2 separate regions of the Sus scrofa genome follow, and region 1 is linked to region 2. The links are chromatin contacts, called in public Hi-C maps. All regions are on one chromosome and are shown on one strand. Each heading gives the region's core, a stretch centred on a gene start, on an enhancer-like site or on the middle of the called end of the contact. The rest is flanking DNA. Distances are from core to core; before and after follow the strand shown. Region 1 holds the start of PLIN3 (perilipin 3). Region 2 overlaps KDM4B (lysine-specific demethylase 4B).

Region 1 (2,700 bases), core at 140-2,639, 130 kb before region 2:
CTCAAGTTCAGTCTTCGGCCAGGGAACTTCCACATGCCGTGGGTGCAGCCAAAAGAAAAAAAGTAAACTGGGTTCTAACCCTGGATTTACAACTCTGAAGCTAGAAGTTGGGAAGGCAGCCTCCTCTCTGAGCCTCACTTGCCTCACCTGTGAAATGTGGATAATGGTTCCTAGCCTAAAGTCCCTGTGGACTGGAGGAGAGGCTGCACATGCGGCACTTAGCTTGGTATCTGGCACATAGTAGGTGCTCAATAAACAGATCCATTTCACACCACTCTGTCTGTCCCATAGAAACGGGTGAAGCCAGCCAGGAATGAGCTTCTGCTTGGTAGGAAGGACCTCCCCCCCAAATGGGAAGTGGGGCAAGGAGGCACACCTACCCCTGGTGAATATCACCTGAATCCTGTTCTCCCCCTCACCTTCCCTTGAGCCTCAACTCTCCTGGGCAGCTCAAAGGTCCTCTTTCCCATGCCTTTTTTCCATCAATCCCTCTGGAACCAGTTGAACCAAGGGCTGCCGTTGCAGATGTCAGCACACCCATTTCAAGTCCTGGGGATCAGCAACGTGCCTGCAGCTGACTCCAGCTGCCAGAGGGAGAACTGGCCGAAAGTGGCGGAAGTCACATAGCCCTCCAGCCGCAGCCAGGACATACTAAGATCCAACTTCCAAAGTTCCCAGAAACTGCGGACGTAGGCTCAGGCCCTTCTCTCACAAAGGTCGCAAGGATTCAGATAAGGGGTAGGGAACTTCCCACTGCTACTTTGTGCAATCCAGTGGCCACACCCACCCAGGAGAAGGGGGCGGAATTTGCCCAAGACCTCGCCGGGGTCAGCTGGGAGGCCGGAAGGAGGGCTGGGGAGGGGCTAAGTCCCCAGGGGGCAAAACCACTTGAAGGGGAGGGGGCTTTGCCAGGCCGAGGGATTGGCACCCGGTGCGGGGAGGAAAGGGGCCCCTCTGAAGACCCAGGGACAGCGGAATTCCTGTGCGGAACCGGCTGCAGCCTGTCTCCAAGGTGCGTTTGTAAAGCAAGAGGATGTGGTTTGGGACGGACTTAGCCCCCTCTTGATCCTGCCACTTCTAGTGTGTGTGTGTGTGGGGGAGCTCTTTCGTGCTCCCTCGCCCCCACGAAAGTCCTATATATTGAGAGGGAAGAATCTGAAAGTCTGAGCCTGTTCCAAAAGTTGGATTCTTCTGAGGGAGGGCTGTTCAGCCCAGGTTGGAGACCCCTCCCCAGGCCGCGGAGATAAACAGAGCACCCTGGGAAGGCCCTCTCCGCCCCTTCCTCCCCAGAGGCGTCCCAGGCTCAGCAGCTCCCAGCCTCCCCACCCCATTCGGGGACCCCGCCTCTCACCGCGGTCAGCTGGACGTCCAGGGTGCAACAGCAGCTACTTCAAGGCCAGCTCTAAAACCGTCCTGGGCCAGGACAAGGCGGACCTTTATACTCGGGGGCGGCGAGGGGGGGGGGTGAGCGCCCGGGAGTGACGGGCCGGAGGACCAATCCGGTTGGGGGACTGCCCACCACCAGGCCACGCCCCTCGCCCCGCTCTAGACGTTGGAGGCTCAAGTGTTGCCTGAGAAGGGACGGACGGACCTGGCGGCTGCGCGTGCCCTCCCAGCAGTGTCTCCAAGGTGGGGAACGACCCTAGTACGACACCGGATCCAGCCAAGGGACGCGCCCTCCCCACCAGGGACCTTATGAATTCTGGGACTTAAGTGCAGTCCTGGCGATCCCCACCCGCTTTCTCCTGGGACCAAACTGAGGCTGTGAGAACTCAGAGATCATTCAGTGATGCTTCCGTCGTGTCAGGGACCACACCCCACCCCTGGGCGGGAGGAAGATGGAGCCGAGCCAGACCCAGCATTATTACCAACGTGCTCTGACCTGCGTCGTAACACTTAATCATACCAACACTATGCATTCCTTTATTATCCCCATTTTGCAGATGAGAAAACTGAGGCCCAGAGACAGCCCAGGGCAGTGCAGAGGCCAACTCATGGATTTCTGACTCCTGGATCAATCTCTTACTGGAGTTGCTTCACTTGGATTCCCGATCCCCTCCAAAAAAAAAAAAAACCTCCTTTATTTTCTTGGTCTGTAAACCAAGGTCTCAAATTCAGATGGCCCCAGGGGCCAGACAGGAGGTAAATGCCTCTGTTAAAAAAAGTGGCAGCATGCCCCGCCTAGAGGGAGCAGAGCCTTACTGTGGGGGAGACTCACCCAGAGATTCACAGAGCCACAGGGATTCCAGACTTTGGACAAAGTGTTCAGCCTCTTTAAAAAAACTTCTGAGGAACCAAATAAAACCCAGTGGAGCCATAGCCAGTCTAGGGCACCAGTTTGCCACCTCTGCTGAAGTATGTGGGTTGGGGTGGGACTTCTAGAACTTCCAGAAAGAACATGGAAAAAACTACTGTCTGTGACTAAGTGCCTTTTTTTTTTTTTAGAAGGTCTACACTAGCGCTGTGTGACGAGCTTTCTGAGATGTGGGGCATGTTCTAGAACTCTGCACCACCCAATTAGTGACCATTGGCACATATGGCTGTTGCCCATCAAGAAGCTGAACATACATACTTAAGTAACACAGCTTGTCAGATTCCTAAGTGAATCTGAGGCCCCCAAATGATTAAAGCAGATACACAGAATTATAACAGGTAAAATTTTCATATTTGTGGGCAGGCCTTTTTTCCTACTCATTTGTT
Region 2 (2,700 bases), core at 22-2,521:
GCTGTGTTGGAGGCTCAGGTGAGGTGAGTAGGGGATGGCAGGTGGGGATTAAGGCACCAAGCGAGGGGGGGGGCTGGGGACAGCCTGGTGGTGCATCCCTGGGATTGGTCGTCCTGGCTGCGGCCTGGGCCCTCTGGTGCCTGCTGCTCTGGAGGGGGTTTGTGGCAACCCTTCTCCTTCATAAGCCTGTGGTTTCTTGGTGGTTCCCTGTGATCCTGCTCCGAGCATTGTTACATGGTCCCAGGCGCTCATGGCCTGCGGTGTAGACTGCGCCTTTGGCTGCCCTGGGAGGAGGAGGGAGAGGCTCCTGTGCACACAGGCCAGAGGGTCTCAGGGGGTCCCAGTCTGGACGCCAGGGCCTTAGGGTTCTCACCAGTCCAGCTGTCAGGTGTGACTCTGAGAGCCAGGCCTGAGCCACCCGCAACTCCCATCAAGTGCTCAGCCCCCCACCTGATGCAGGGTCTGGACCTGGTGCCTGGACCTTCAGGTCTGTCTCAGCTCCTTCCTGGGCGCTTGCTGCCCTCTAGTGCCCGCCAGGGGGAGCGCCTTTAGGGAGCAATGGTCCCATCTTGGCGACATGGACCCCTGGTTCCACCTTCTGGGACCGGCAGGCTCCCTGCCTTTCTCACTCCTCAGCTCACTTTGGGCTGCAAGGAGATGGACTTGGTTAATTTCCTTCCAAGATGTGCACTTGGGTTCTGACCTTCCCCACATCCTGGAGGGGGTCTGGTCTTCTCTTGTTGGAGAATTTAATCTTCCCATAGGGACCCTTCCCCTGGAGTCTGTCCCCCCAGCCTCTTCCTGACTGGGGCGGGCCACCTGCCACCCCGCTGGGTCCCTGTAACTTGAAGGACAAGATGGGTCCTCTCCAGCCTGCCGCCTTGTCACGGAGAAGAGCCCGATCTCCGTACTCTTCAGGGGCCGGCCCTGAATGTGGGCCACCAGACCCGCCCCGCCAGCCCTTCCTTGTTTGGGCTTGGTTATAGCTCAGGGCAACCTGGCGGGAAGCTGGCCTTTTGCTCTTCTGGTTACAGATTCTGGCTTCGGGCAGCCTGGGTTCTTGACAGCAGCTGGGCCAGGGCTGGAGGGACCTGCTTGCTGCCCGAGGAGGGGCTTGTGAGTGTGACCTTCAGAGCCTTCAGAGCTCGTGAGTGTGGCCTTCAGCGTTTGCTCGTGCAAGGCTCACCCACGGCCTCACTCACTCCCCAGCCCGCCCATGCTGCCGCCTCTGGGTTCCGGCTCCAAGGCGGATGAAACCCTGATAGGAAGAGCTTTTCTTGCCAAGGCCTCTTGTTTGGAATGGGTGCCCTGGCTTCCAGCCTCGTGTGGCCTCTTAGAACAGGGCCGCCTCTGTTGGTGGTTATTGGCAGGCCCTTGGTCTCTGGTGCCAGGGGCAGTGGTGTAGTGAGCCCCAGGCCCTCCTCGCCCCTCCTCCTGCAGGTGGAGGGGTTAGGGTTAGAAGGGAACTGGCTGGTGGCGGTGGTGGTGTTAACACTCTCTTGTGTCCCTCGCAGGTGAGGCCGTGTCTCCACTGCAGCCATGGGGTCTGAGGATCACGGGGCCCAGAACCCGAGTTGTAAAATCATGACATTTCGCCCAACCATGGAGGAGTTTAAGGACTTCAACAAATACGTGGCCTACATCGAGTCCCAGGGAGCCCACCGCGCAGGCCTGGCCAAGGTGGGTGATGCCCTGGCCCCGTGCAGCTCTTCCCGGCCCCTGCCCTGTGCACATCCCAGGGCACGGGGCCTGTTGCTCTGTGCATGGGGCCCCTCTGACCTCGCTTATCCACAGACATTTGTTCCCCCATGTCAGGCATTGTCCTGGTACTGGATCCCTAGCATCGCTGATGCTGGGTGGGGCACAGCATCGTGGTGGCATCCACAGCCTTTTTACCCTCCCTGGGGGCTTCCAGGGGAGTCTGTGGTGGGGTGTGTGTGGGGTCGTACTTTTTGCCTTTATATTCCTAGTTAAACAGATTATTTAAAAAATTGAAGTATAGTGATTTACAATATTGTGGTAATTTCTGTATGACAAAGTACTTCTGTTATATGTGTACATACACTCTCTTTTGAAAAATTATTCTTGTCCATCGTGGTTTATCAAAGGGCATTGAATATAATTCTCTGTGCTGTACAGTAGGACTTGTTCTTTCTTTCTTTTTTTTTTCTTTTTTTTTTTTTTTTGGCCTTTTTCTAAGGGCTGATCCTTCGGCATATGGAGGTTTCCAGGCCAGGGGTCTAATCGGAGCTGTAGCTGCCGGCCTACACCACAGCCACAGCAACGCAGGATCTAAGCCGCGTCTGCGATCTGCACCACCGGATCCTTAACCCACTGAATGAGGCCAGGGATTGAATCTGAAACGTCAGGCTCCTAGTCGGCTTCGTTAGCCACTGAACCACGACGGGAACTCCTGGTAGGACTTGTTCTTTTTCCCCTCCATGTATAAAAGCTCCATGAACAGATTTTTGGAGACTGTAGGGCACACCAGGCAAGTTCAAACAGGGTAGAGAGAAAAAAATGTCTCCTCTCCACCTGTGCCGTCCCCCAGCTCCTCTGCCTGGAGCAGTGCATCACCGATTCCTGTGTCTCTTTCCACATCGCATTACGTGTGGACATGAACATGCATGCGTGTGTGTGTGTGTATGTGTGTGTTTGTGTGTGTGTGTGTGTGTGTGGCAGGCAGCAGGCCTGCGGTGC

The links. Hi-C and Micro-C count contacts between places; a contact is called where the count stands out from the background.
Region 1: a Hi-C map of alveolar macrophages shows a contact between it and region 2, with 3 times the contacts expected there. The contact joins the promoter of PLIN3 here to the enhancer-like site in region 2. A contact is called at or near these places in 1 of 5 promoter capture datasets (liver), 12 of 47 Hi-C or Micro-C datasets (alveolar macrophages, blood, embryonic fibroblasts and 8 more) and 1 of 2 datasets of contacts at active chromatin or transcription factors (alveolar macrophages).

What each region holds. Positions count from the first base shown.
Region 1 is chr2:73,968,915-73,971,614 of Sscrofa11.1, reverse strand. PLIN3 (perilipin 3) reads right to left here and starts at 1,389. Exons shown (of 8, transcript NM_001031778.1): 1 at 1,352-1,389.
Region 2 is chr2:73,840,747-73,843,446 of Sscrofa11.1, reverse strand. It overlaps KDM4B (lysine-specific demethylase 4B), which reads left to right. Exons shown (of 23, transcript XM_021084033.1): 3 at 1,515-1,680. The coding sequence starts at 1,540. Among named protein-coding and RNA genes, the nearest start is that of KDM4B, 48 kb to the left of the region's middle. Within about 2 kb of position 1,271, at least 15 of the 83 cell types and tissues checked have an H3K27ac peak or open chromatin away from gene starts, as enhancers often do. A contact at or near this core is called in alveolar macrophages, where this site is marked.